Regions from separate parts of the Zea mays genome. Here region 2 is linked to region 1. Evidence: chromatin contacts called from public Hi-C data. All regions are on one chromosome and are shown on one strand. Each heading gives the region's core, a stretch centred on a gene start, on an enhancer-like site or on the middle of the called end of the contact. The rest is flanking DNA. Distances are from core to core; before and after follow the strand shown.

What was found. A called contact is a pair of places that touch in the nucleus more often than the background predicts.
Region 2: a contact with region 1 is called in a Hi-C map of ear, with 1.7 times the contacts expected there. The contact joins the promoter of LOC100193444 here to the promoter of LOC100282684 in region 1. A contact is called at or near these places in 2 of 25 Hi-C or Micro-C datasets (ear and leaf).

What each region holds. Positions count from the first base shown.
Region 1 is chr3:9,780,047-9,785,701 of Zm-B73-REFERENCE-NAM-5.0, forward strand. LOC100282684 reads right to left here and starts at 2,143. Exons shown (of 3, transcript NM_001155591.2): 1 at 1,463-2,143; 2 at 175-424; 3 at 1-67. The coding sequence starts at 1,822. It overlaps LOC100192511 (Syntaxin 32), which reads right to left. Exons shown (of 5, transcript NM_001137731.1): 3 at 5,520-5,655; 4 at 4,716-4,913; 5 at 3,175-3,652. The coding sequence ends at 3,493.
Region 2 is chr3:10,059,093-10,064,747 of Zm-B73-REFERENCE-NAM-5.0, forward strand. It overlaps LOC100193444, which reads left to right and starts at 3,238. Exons shown (of 5, transcript NM_001138563.1): 1 at 3,238-3,541; 2 at 3,703-3,908; 3 at 4,045-4,159. The coding sequence starts at 3,282.

The sequences.
Region 1 (5,655 bases), core at 893-3,392:
TCGGGAGGAGCAGGAGCATCTTCCTTCTTCTCTGCATCACCAATTTGGTTGGTACCTTTCTTCTCAGCTGCAAGAAAACATAGCATGAGAAAATCGAGTCCATACAATCAACAAAACCACACAAGAGAGCTATTGATATCAGGCAGTTTTAGTGGCAGCATGTATGATTCTCACCATCCTGTGCAGTGCTGCTAGAATTTGCAGAGAGTCCCAGCTCAGCCAATACTGCATCAAGTTCTGCTAGTTCCTTCTTTTTCAACTCCTTTTTAGACAGCTGCCTTTCTGTGTCCTTGGGTGGCGCAGCCGGGGCCGCAGCTGTCCTGATAGCAGGTTCGGCTGGGGCATCTTCCGCATCATGTTCAGGTTCATCCTCAGGTCCATCATCAACCTCATCATCAAGGTCCCCATCATCACTCTCAATGTCCTGCAGCATATATAGAAGTACATCTAAGAATATTATCAGAGAGGCTAAGTGGCTAGCTATAACGACAATCAGCAAAACATGTTCCATTCCCTCGAGATGAGTAAATTATACTCCCACTTAACAAAGTTCAATTTCAAAGAAAATTTGACAGAAAACAAGTAGAACAATAACCAGAGTTTGCTATGACAGACATGCAGCACATGTCATGTATAAACATTTCCAAATCACTTTGCTTACCCAAGACATAGAAAAACTTGGAACAAATCCCTGTCCAAAGTACACCTTTTCTTTAGCAGAGGGATTATCCCCAACAGTATTAGTACAAACACAGCTTGTAAAGAGCATCACTGTTGCTCTCAATTGCAATATGCTCCTTTAGACCACAGCTAATTGGAACAGTAAAAAGTAGTGAGAAAACATCCATAATACACACGACGAGCCTCTTTGATTCTTTACTGGCAATATGTGATAATACAATTATCCAGCATTCTCTCCTCATTGGTCATTGCTCAATCTATTAATTACCAAGCATTCTCTCCTCATTGGTCATTACTGAATCTATTAATTGCCAAAAAAGATAGTATGGGCTATATATATATAGCGATATGGGCATTAATACACCAATTTACCAATTCTGCTTATGTGGGGTAACTTCGCGTGTCAGTTTGTCAGCTAATCATACACTATACAGCAGAACAACCCTTCTATCATTCAAAGGACAAATTTATTTTCACATGATTTGCAGCTGAAATTTAGTGTTTCAATACCTACACCAGAAATTGATTGCCATATTGCACACAAGACGCACGGCCAAGGCGAATAATTGCATCCGTTACCGACACCAATCGCAAAAAAAATGGCATAATGGACAAGTAAACCTGCAGATTGGTCTTACTCCAAGGATTCCGCAGCAGCGCCAACTGTCAACTAACCAGTACGGAGATTAAACAGCAACGAACAGTCTGAAGGTATAAGAACATTTCATAGGCACATTCCACAAACAAATCACAAGGCACATAGAGAAGGTGGAAAATATACCTCCTGAAGGGCGGCACGCACAGCATCATCGACGTCTTCCTCTTCCTTGGCGGGCTCACCGGCAGTGCCCCAGACGGGGCGCGGCGGCGCGGTGGTGGCGAAGTAGTCGTCGTCGTCGTCGTCCTCGACGTCCGCCCAGGACTTGGTGGTAAGTGGCGCGGGCGCCCAGAACAGCTCCTTCTGCGGTGGCTCTTGTCGCTGCGCGGCCCCCTCGCCGTGCTTCTTCCTGGAGGAAGACCCGGCCGCCTTGCCTTTGTCGCCCTTCTTCTTCTTCTTGAGGGACTCGAGCGCCGCGAACACGTTGCCGGTGTTGAGCTTGACCTCCTCCGCCGCTCCACCCCGCCTCCCGCCGCCCACCATGCTCCCTGACCGCCGCGGTGGACCCCGGCGAGGCGACCCGAGCGGACCCCGAACCCGAATCTGAATCTGTCCTGCCCGCCGATCTGCGGGGACGAATCGGCGCCGGGTGTCCTCGCCGCCGGGGGATCGGACCTGGATTGGGATTCGGGTAGGGGTGGAGGCGCGGTTGCTAGGGTTTTGAGATGGGCGGAGACTGGAGGCGGAGGAGGGGACGCGTGCCGCAGCCTTCACCTGACGTTTGTTTAAAGCAGCGGCGCAACGCAAAGACGAGAGAGAGGCTGAGGCCTCTGCCTGAGGCACGGTGGTTTGCTTTGCTGCCGTGCGGCTTGCGCTAGCTAGCTACAATTCTATCCACACCCCACCAGCGTGCAGCGTTACGCATTGCCACTTGCAAGACGCCCAGACGGTACACGCCACGCGCTGTGGTGCAGCGGCCTCGTCCTCCCGCGCCTGATACGTCACGGGCGTGTTTGATATGCGGCTCGAAGCCTGGTCGAACCCATGGGCTGCAACGTCAGTCGTCACGTGTTGATTTTCTTAGCCCACCAATGCTATTCCCAGTATATAGACCATGTACGAAAAGTTACTAATTTAGTCACTTTAGTTTAGCCTCGTGAATATGCCATAATTTGAATCAAACAAAGCTACATTTGGGCATATCGGATTTGGTACATGAAAACTAAACAAGCTCACTTGTATAGTATGAACCAGGCCTCTGCGCTTGAGTCTTCACAGATAGGAATAAAAATAAATATCCGAATTGTTAGAACAAATTTCATATTTTAAAATAAATATATATGGAATTTAATGTCGACCTAAAAAGCATATTATTATAAATAAAATTAAAATTTTGCATAAATTATTTTATGCTTCATTTGCTCTCTACACAAAAAAAATTGGAAATGTATTCGAATCCGTATAATATATCCAAATTTTATATCGTCGTTTCAGAAGGTATATAATAAATTTGATGTTTATGAATCTTTATAAACTCAATGCTAAATTTGTGTAGCAAATTATATATCACATTTATCCACAATCAAAAAATAAAGACAATTAATATCCGAATAAGTACCGTCCCAAATCATAGAGACTGGAGTCATGACTCATGAACCTTGTAGAAATATGAAATCGCAAAGCTGGGTAGTGATATCTGGTTCATGTCAAGTTATTTTCTTTTCTGAACCGAGCTAAAAAGCGCAAGAAAAAATTGTAACTAAAAAAAATAGAAATCTAAGCGCAAAAGAGGCACCATCCAGGATTCATGTATGATTATAGTAGTCATGACAGACCCTACCTGACAGATATCCTACCTGAAATTAGCGAATGAAAAGAGGATAAACAACAGATATCAGAAACAATCAGAATAGCATGTGCCTGAACTAGCGGGGCATACTCCCGTATAGGTATAGTGATCTGACAAGAACGAGAAGCGGTTTTGCCACCTGCCTATTACTGTCTGGCGAGTTGATACATCAAATACAGTGGAGATATTGCCAATCAAGAGTAACGTAACAGGACTCGAACTCCTCCCAATTTACATGGCCACAAAAGGGTGAACGATGGCTTATCGTCCAGGGTGAAAATTGTGTACACGGTGTAGTATGAGTAAAAATAAAAGAATACTACGCATAGCGGCCAGAGCACCTCGGGCAGAATGGTACAGAAGGTCAAGCCACGAAGAATATGAAGATCATGAGGAACACCATCAGCACAAAGAATATCTTCATCATCAGCCACCTGTTGGACGAAATGCTGTTGAGATACTTCAGGAGCTGGCCCTGCGCTCCCTCCACGTTAGCCACTGTTTCCTCCATGTTCTCGTCAATTCTGTCATAGGGGCAACCCGTCAATTGATAGCCAATAGGACAAGTCAATGCAATACAATAAGGGCAGCGTGGACTGATAATACAGGAGCTGTTTGGGGGATAAGGTCCATGAAGATATATGCTCCTACCAATGCCAAATTTATCACGCGATTCTAATCAGTCAGGTACAAAAGTTGGTTCATTGTTTCCCTGCACATAATTTGGCACATAGTGTACCTTTTAAAGGCTCCTTGTCCGTGTTTGTGACATAGTACCGTGGTACTGTTCACATGCCCAAGGACTGCCTTGACCTTAACAACAGTCTCCACCTTCCTAATGGAACATACCTTACTTTTCTAACTAGTAATAGATAAAAGTCCAAAAACAATAGATATGGTACCGGTTAGCTTTACCTTATCATCATAATCTAATTATTACTTATTAAGAAAAAAATAGAAAATCCAAACCCTACCCTAATGCTTGCAGTAGGTACTGTTCGAGTATCAAGTCAAGCCAGTGTCTTCTTACAAGCTACCCAAACAACCAAGCAGCCAGCAATTTTTCAAAGCCATTGTCTATGTTTCTGTTATGAGAGGCAGATGGCTGCGAGGATTAGAGGGCGATGGCTAGGTTAGAGGGCGACGGCTAGGGTTAGGGGCGCTGGGGAGGCCGGTCGCAGGGCTTTGCCCATGGCAAGCAAGAGAGAAGGGATTTCCTTCTATTCTCTTGCTTACCTTCAATTGATACAATCTCTTTCCTTATATAGACTCTCCTTATATAGAGAGGGACAGAGGGTAACTTGACCCCTAAGCACTAGATCTAATCTTATCTCTAATTCTAATCTTATCCCAAACTAATCTATCTTTATCTAAACAACCTGAGGGGCGTGGTACAGTGCCACCGTTTCAGACAATTTCAGACAATGTTCCTATTTGATAAGGCCATGAGATTCTCTGGGTGAGGTCATGATATATTAACACAAACACTGGCTATATTAACACTCAAAAATGAAGATATGGACCAAGTTCAAATGAGTTCTTATTTCATGGACAGTAGATGGATAAAATTTGGATGAGGAAGTTCACCTGATTGCTAGCTCTCCCTGTTGAGAAACCATGGTTGCCAACTGTGTAAATATGTTGCTCAGCTCATGGATTGTTGATTCCACATTTTGAAGGGCCTCAGCTCTGCTCTGCATGTAACTGTCCTGCTGCACTGCCAATTGTTGCTGCTGTGCGAAAGGCTGAGATGATGATGCCCCATGGTCTCCATTAGTTTTCTTCCTGGTGAACGGGAGCATAAATTTAAGAACACAAACAATGGTTTGCATGGCTAAGCAACAGATGCATTCTGCCAAAAGCGTTGGTCTAGCCAATTCATATAAAATAACTTCAGGGCACCATAGAGACAACAAATAAAAAAATATTAGCTTATTTCAATATGTACATGTGTGCCAGCATTCAAGATCTCAAATAACAATACAGACAGAAATGTGAACCCAAATGAACCAACCTGTGTCCACATGGTAAATTAACAAATTTCATGAGTGCTAGATCGTTCCATAAAAAATTAGTAAGCAAGAAAATACTCAAATAAAACAGTGCAACAAGCAATACATAGCATTGAATGATTAGTGTGAAGGTTGATATACTTGGTCAGACATGAGATATTTTATGGAACAGTACCTCTTTTGTACCACATTACATACATGAAAGCAGACAACTAAGGTGATTTTGAATAGACTAAAGTAAGTGAGAGGTTAGCAGGTAGCAGCCCAATGTCCAACATACAGCTAGCATAGCTTGTGAAAGGGCAAAAATAAGGTGATTTTGAATAGCTGCTGACAGATAAAAGTATAAAATCATCAAGTTCTGTACGTGTAACAGTACCTCTGGAATAATGGGGTAGATGCAGAGTCGCTGGCCCATGGTGCTGGGGGCACAGATGACTCTGATGGATCCCTAGCAACAAGGGGTCGTTGACGGATGAATGGATTTGACGCGTCCTTTGCAGCTGACGAAGAGA
Region 2 (5,655 bases), core at 1,988-4,487, 280 kb after region 1:
ACCGGTAAAAACCGGCGGTAAACTGGTCGGTTTACTGAAACCGCTGGGTGCGGTTTCGGTAAACCACCGGTTTTTCTTTTAAAATTCATTCTAAATTCAAAAATTTGAAAAAATTCATAAAAACCGAAAATCGCTGGTAAACCGTTTTCTGGAACCGGTAAACCGTTATTTGAGACTAGTAAACCGTCAATTTTTGCCGAAAAATCGGATTTAATATCAAAACTGAGTATTTAGTGGTCAATTTAGGTATATTAGTGTTGTTTACTGTTATATGTTATATGTAAAGATGTTATATGTTATATGTGAAGATAAACCAATAGCTCAAGTTCAGTTTAGACATTTAGTGGTCAATTTCGATTTCAGTTCCTGATCAAGATGGAGTCCGTAAATCAAGTAGTTTCCGTTCTTCTAATAACTATCCATCTAGACAAGACTCAATCTAGAACCCTTAGTTCCAGTTCTTCTATATGTGTTCATAAGATTTGCTGATCAGGAGAAAAGTCTAACACTTGGTTAGGTGCACATGCAATACACAAACACCGAACACACATACCACATACCGATATGTTTTTTTTTGCTTTGTGGATAAATATTTATTTATCGATCTTGTTTTCTCGCTAATGTATCTCATATATTTTGTATAGACCTATCACTATCGCTAACGGATTAGAACAATATCACGATCCTTCCAACATGTCTGAGTACTATCACTATGACTCGAGATAAACATGTGAGTATTGTGAAATAAGTCAACCTGCGTGTCGTTGCCTCGTTGGAGAGTTGTAAAAGAACTTGTATTTGAGTATTGCGAAGTTCGCTGATTGTTTGTTGCATGAGAACTGGAGTTTGTGGTTGCATATGTATGTTATATGTTATTTTGGTAAACACATGTCGTGTGGATCAATTAATATTTACTGTGCAATGTGAATTGAACAAACTACAAATAAATTTTGTCAAAATTTTCTATTTCTTCTGTAAAAAACAGCAAAACCGATTTGTTTCGCGATTAACCGGCGGTTTAGAGCGGTTTTTCGCCGGTTTTTCACCGGTTTTTGCCGGTAAACCGATTCAAATTCAAATTGATTTGAATTGGTCAAACCGGTCGGTTTTTACCGATTTTTACCGGTTTACCGTTGGTAAACCGTTACCGGTGAGGGGCGGTTTTTGCATCCAGAACGGTTTTGTAAACCGTGCCCCCTGCCTAGTGCCTGAACGGCAGCAGAACGCGCCACCGGACCGCGAAGCTGCTTGCTTGCTCACCCGACGCGACGACCGCACACGTACGGGCGCGCGGCGTGGAAAGCGTTTGATGAACCCGGAGGTGAGGACAAGGGTAGAGGAGACGTGCGAGTGCGACTGCGATGCGAGCGACGGCACGGCCGCACGGGCAAAGCGAAACGGATACGCAAACCAAACGAGCCCGAGCCCACCACCCACCTGCCCACGGAATCGGAAGGAGACGAAGACGATACGGGGGGGGACAAGCGGCCGACAGCCCGGCACATTCACATGTCGCCGCTTTATGGCACGCCTGCACCCGGACAGCTACGCGCCCGTCCGGCCTGCCAGTGCCAGTGCCACCGCATCGCAGTCACCTCACCCCCTACCATTACCACGGTACTACGTACCACCCACTGACCCACCCTCGTCCTGTACAGTAGCGCTGGAACGCGTTCCACGAGTTTCAAAACTCCAAACTCTCTGCGTCTGGTCTGCGTGCCCTCCTCTCCACCGTGACAATTCCCTTCCTTTTATTAGAGAGATCAAAGACGGGGATTCTGTTTCGTTTGTTTTCTTTACGAGCGCAAGCACCCGCTAGCAATTCAACGGCGACGGGCGGGCCGCCGTCGGCCGGGGGATCGAACGGCTGGTCCGCCGTGGACCCGCTTGCCGCCTCCGGGGGGGCCGCTGCAGGGCGCCCAACCGGCAGCCGGGGCCCGCTGGTGGGGCCGCCCGCGCGAGTGCGGCACCGCGAGTTTCCTTGTTTGTATTTAATTATATATAGATTAGTTTTGGATTGCAAAGTCTCGAGCCTCGCCTTCCTCGACGTCTCTATTACGTTTCGCACCTCGCTTTATCTCGTATTCACGTAACAGATCTTCGGTCACACTACTACACTAGTATGGTTAGACTGTCTGCACGGGTCGCTGCTATACTTTCCTCTCACCTTGCATGCCGTGTACAGAAGTCCCCCCACCCGTGCAACGGTTGCCTCTACGGAGCCCCTTATCGAGGGGAGCGCTTCTCTCTCCCTCCACTCCTGGCGGTTCACTGTTCATGCGCACTTACACTGTTTCGCACCGTGTTATGGGGCTGGAAACGAGCCGAGCCGAGCTCGGCTCGGCTCGGCTCGGTGCCTGAACGAGCTCGGCTCGGCTCGTCCATTCGACGAGCTAGTGAAAGAGGCTCGGCTCGGCTCGACCTTGGCTCGCGAGCCGGCTCGGCTCGCGAGCCATATTCTGATATTTATCGTTGCATTATTTGGTGAATTAACATTATATAAATTTGAAATATAGAATCATCATTTTAAATTATGAGTAAATTAAATTATAACTTGTAATATATTCATCATCAAAGACTAAAAAATGAGCTATTATCCATAAAACTATCTAATATTCATTATTATTCCATAAAATGATCATTTTTGTATTCATTATTATTCCATAAAATGATCATTTTTGTAAGACTCGCGAGCTGGAACGAGCCGACTCGGCTCGGCTCGCTGCAAAAACGAGCTCGAAGAAGGGGCTCGGCTCGGCTCGTTCGAGGCTCGCGAGCCGAGCCGAGTCGCTCCGAGCTCGAGCCGGCTCGCGAGCCTCGAGCTAATTTTCCAGCCCTACACAAGTTGTGGGCCCACGATAAATTATTAGTGGATAAAAAATTGATAGTGGATAAAAAGTAGGTATAGAAAATGATATTTTATGGTTGTAGTGGGATATAAGGGGGAGTATTTAGGGGGAACCGCTGCGGAAGATGAAAAAATAGGGGAGAAATAGAGGAAAAAAATGATATAGGAGAAAAATTTAGAGGTAACGGTTGCAGATAGCCTTAGCACACGAGGAGGACATGTGGAACCTTTTTTTAGACAGATTATTAGCGTTATATCCAGGGGCTCATAAGCAAAAACTATCGCGACCTGACGGGTGAGTGACCCGCGGCCCACTATAACCAAACCAACCTCCCCCTCCCCCTCCCCCCGACCTCTCTGCCTTTTCCTTTTCCTTCCCCCGCTTTCTCCTTCCTTCCTCCTCCTCCCGGCTCCCCTCACCCAGCCACCGGCCATGTCGGTGGAGACGGAGCGGAGCTCCACCGAGTCCTCCGGGGCTTCCGGGCTCGACTTCGAGGACACCGCGCTCACGCTCACCCTCCGCCTCCCGGGCTCCGCGCCTTCCGCCGCCGCCGCCGCCGCGGCTTCCCTGTCCCTCTCCTCCTCGTCGTCCTCCGCCTTCCCCGACCCCGACCGCAAGCGCGCCTCCTCCGACGCTGACCCCGGCCGCTCCTCCCCGCTCGCCGCGTCCTCCGACGCTGCACCGGCACCCAAGTACGCCGCCCGTTTTCTCCGACCAACACATGCCTTTTCCGTTTTTTATTTATTGTTACTCCCAGGAAACGCGAGGCGGGCGCTGGCGCTTGCTTTGGCGGGTGAATATGAGGTGGAGTGGAGTTTGATGTGCCTCCTCCTCATTTGTTTTGGTGGGGCAGGGCTCGTGTGGTGGGCTGGCCGCCGGTGAGGTCGTACCGCAAGAACGCGCTCGCCGACGCCGCGGGCTCCAGCAAGGCCGCCAAGTTCGTCAAGGTGGCCGTCGACGGCGCGCCCTACCTGCGGAAGGTGGACCTGCAGGCGTACGCCGGCTACGACCAGCTGCTCCGCGCGCTCCAGGACAAGTTCTTCTCCCACTTCACCATCAGTCAGTGCTACCGTCCCACCACCACCCCCTCGCTTCGTGCTTCCTCCTGGGTCTAATTTCCGCAGCGCTTTGCTCTGTTTGGTCGAGCGTTCCGGCTGACGGAGGGTTTTTTTTTTTGGTTTGGATGCGCGCGCAGGGAAGTTCGCCGACGACGAGAGGAAGCTGGTGGACGCGGTGAACGGGACGGAGTACGTACCCACGTACGAGGACAAGGATGGCGACTGGATGCTCGTCGGCGACGTCCCCTGGAAGTGAGCTCCTCTGCTTCTTCGTTCTGTTTTACTTTTACTACGAGTACGTGGTCTTATATATTCTTTACTTGATATAACTCGAATAGTTTCTCAGCGTATGATTATTGCTTAGGGTCGATCAGATTGGATGTGATAGCTTCCATTTAACACTTCGTCTACTGTCCTTTCGTATGACTATCTCTTAGGATCTTGCACTACTCCAATTGGATGTGGTAGCTTCGATTTAACAGTTTCTTTACAGTCCTTTGACTAAGTCTTTGCTTGTATTTAGCTTTTAGTAGTCGAATGGTTTGTTCGTAGGTATGAGACTAATGCTTGGGATCTTGCACTTCTCATCAAATTGGACGTTGTAGCTTTGATTTGAGAAGATCAACCAAGTCCCTTTGACGAAATACTTTTTGTGTGTGTGTGTTGAGTAGTGGGGGAGCGGTAGAATTAGATTGTGCCGAGTAGATTTGCAACAACATGGCTGTATTTTGGGATCGAAGGAAGCAGATCCTAGAAAGAGTTGTTTGGATAAATAGGGATAGCGATGAATTAGGGGTTTGAATGGATTGTCTTGGAAATTACTTCATCTTCACCATCGATATGATGTGAATAGATCTAATCCAGATAAGACCAGAGGTTTGCCTCTCACTCTCTCTCTCTTTTGACAACGATGCGTCTTTTAGGTGAAATTCTCGAGAGGCGCTGTTGGTTGTTGGCAGTAATTCATGCCTATAGTGTAAGTGCATTTGAGGCCGAATTGCTCCTCAGATGAAGCATCAGCTGATCGGAAAGTGATGTTGGAACTGTCGGGATAGGAGAACTATTAGGGAGCCCTTTCTCACCCTTGACTATGACAGCAGACAACCTTTGCTAGTTCCTTCTCCACTTGTTAGCCCACTGCAGCCATGCTAGGATATTGCAATGACACTGATCAAATCTAACTGAGACAGGTTACAGGGGTGGGGGGGGGGATGAATTTTCTTATCCACACCTCTTTGCCTTTTGTTTTTTTAACCGTAGATTCCATCCAAAAACGCCTTCCACGTGGACCAACCACAACAATTTCCTATCTGATAGACTGATACTTCTTGCACCGAACCGAACGTGTTGCTGTTTCTAGCATTTACCATATTATAAGCAACTTTGATGTACAGAATATGCTATATTCTCTAATCCGACAAATGTGAAAAGAACCGACTTTATTAAGTTTGGATACATTGGATAAGGTTGTCTTTCCAGTTTTGTTCTCCAGCACTAGATAGCTAGATTGAACTGTTCGCCTGACATATCGGCTGCCTATGGAGCAAAAGCAAATTGCTCCTAGACCCTCCTAGAGAATATTCTATCTCAAGCACTGAGATGGGTTTGTCGGGTTAGTTTTCATTTGTGTTTTCTTCCTTGATCGTACTGCAAAGAGGGGGGGGGGGGGGGGGCTATAGAGGAGCTCTTGATACCCAGCTGCCAAGGATGTAGTAGCATGCTCCCATTAGACTTGGTCCGGCAAGTTT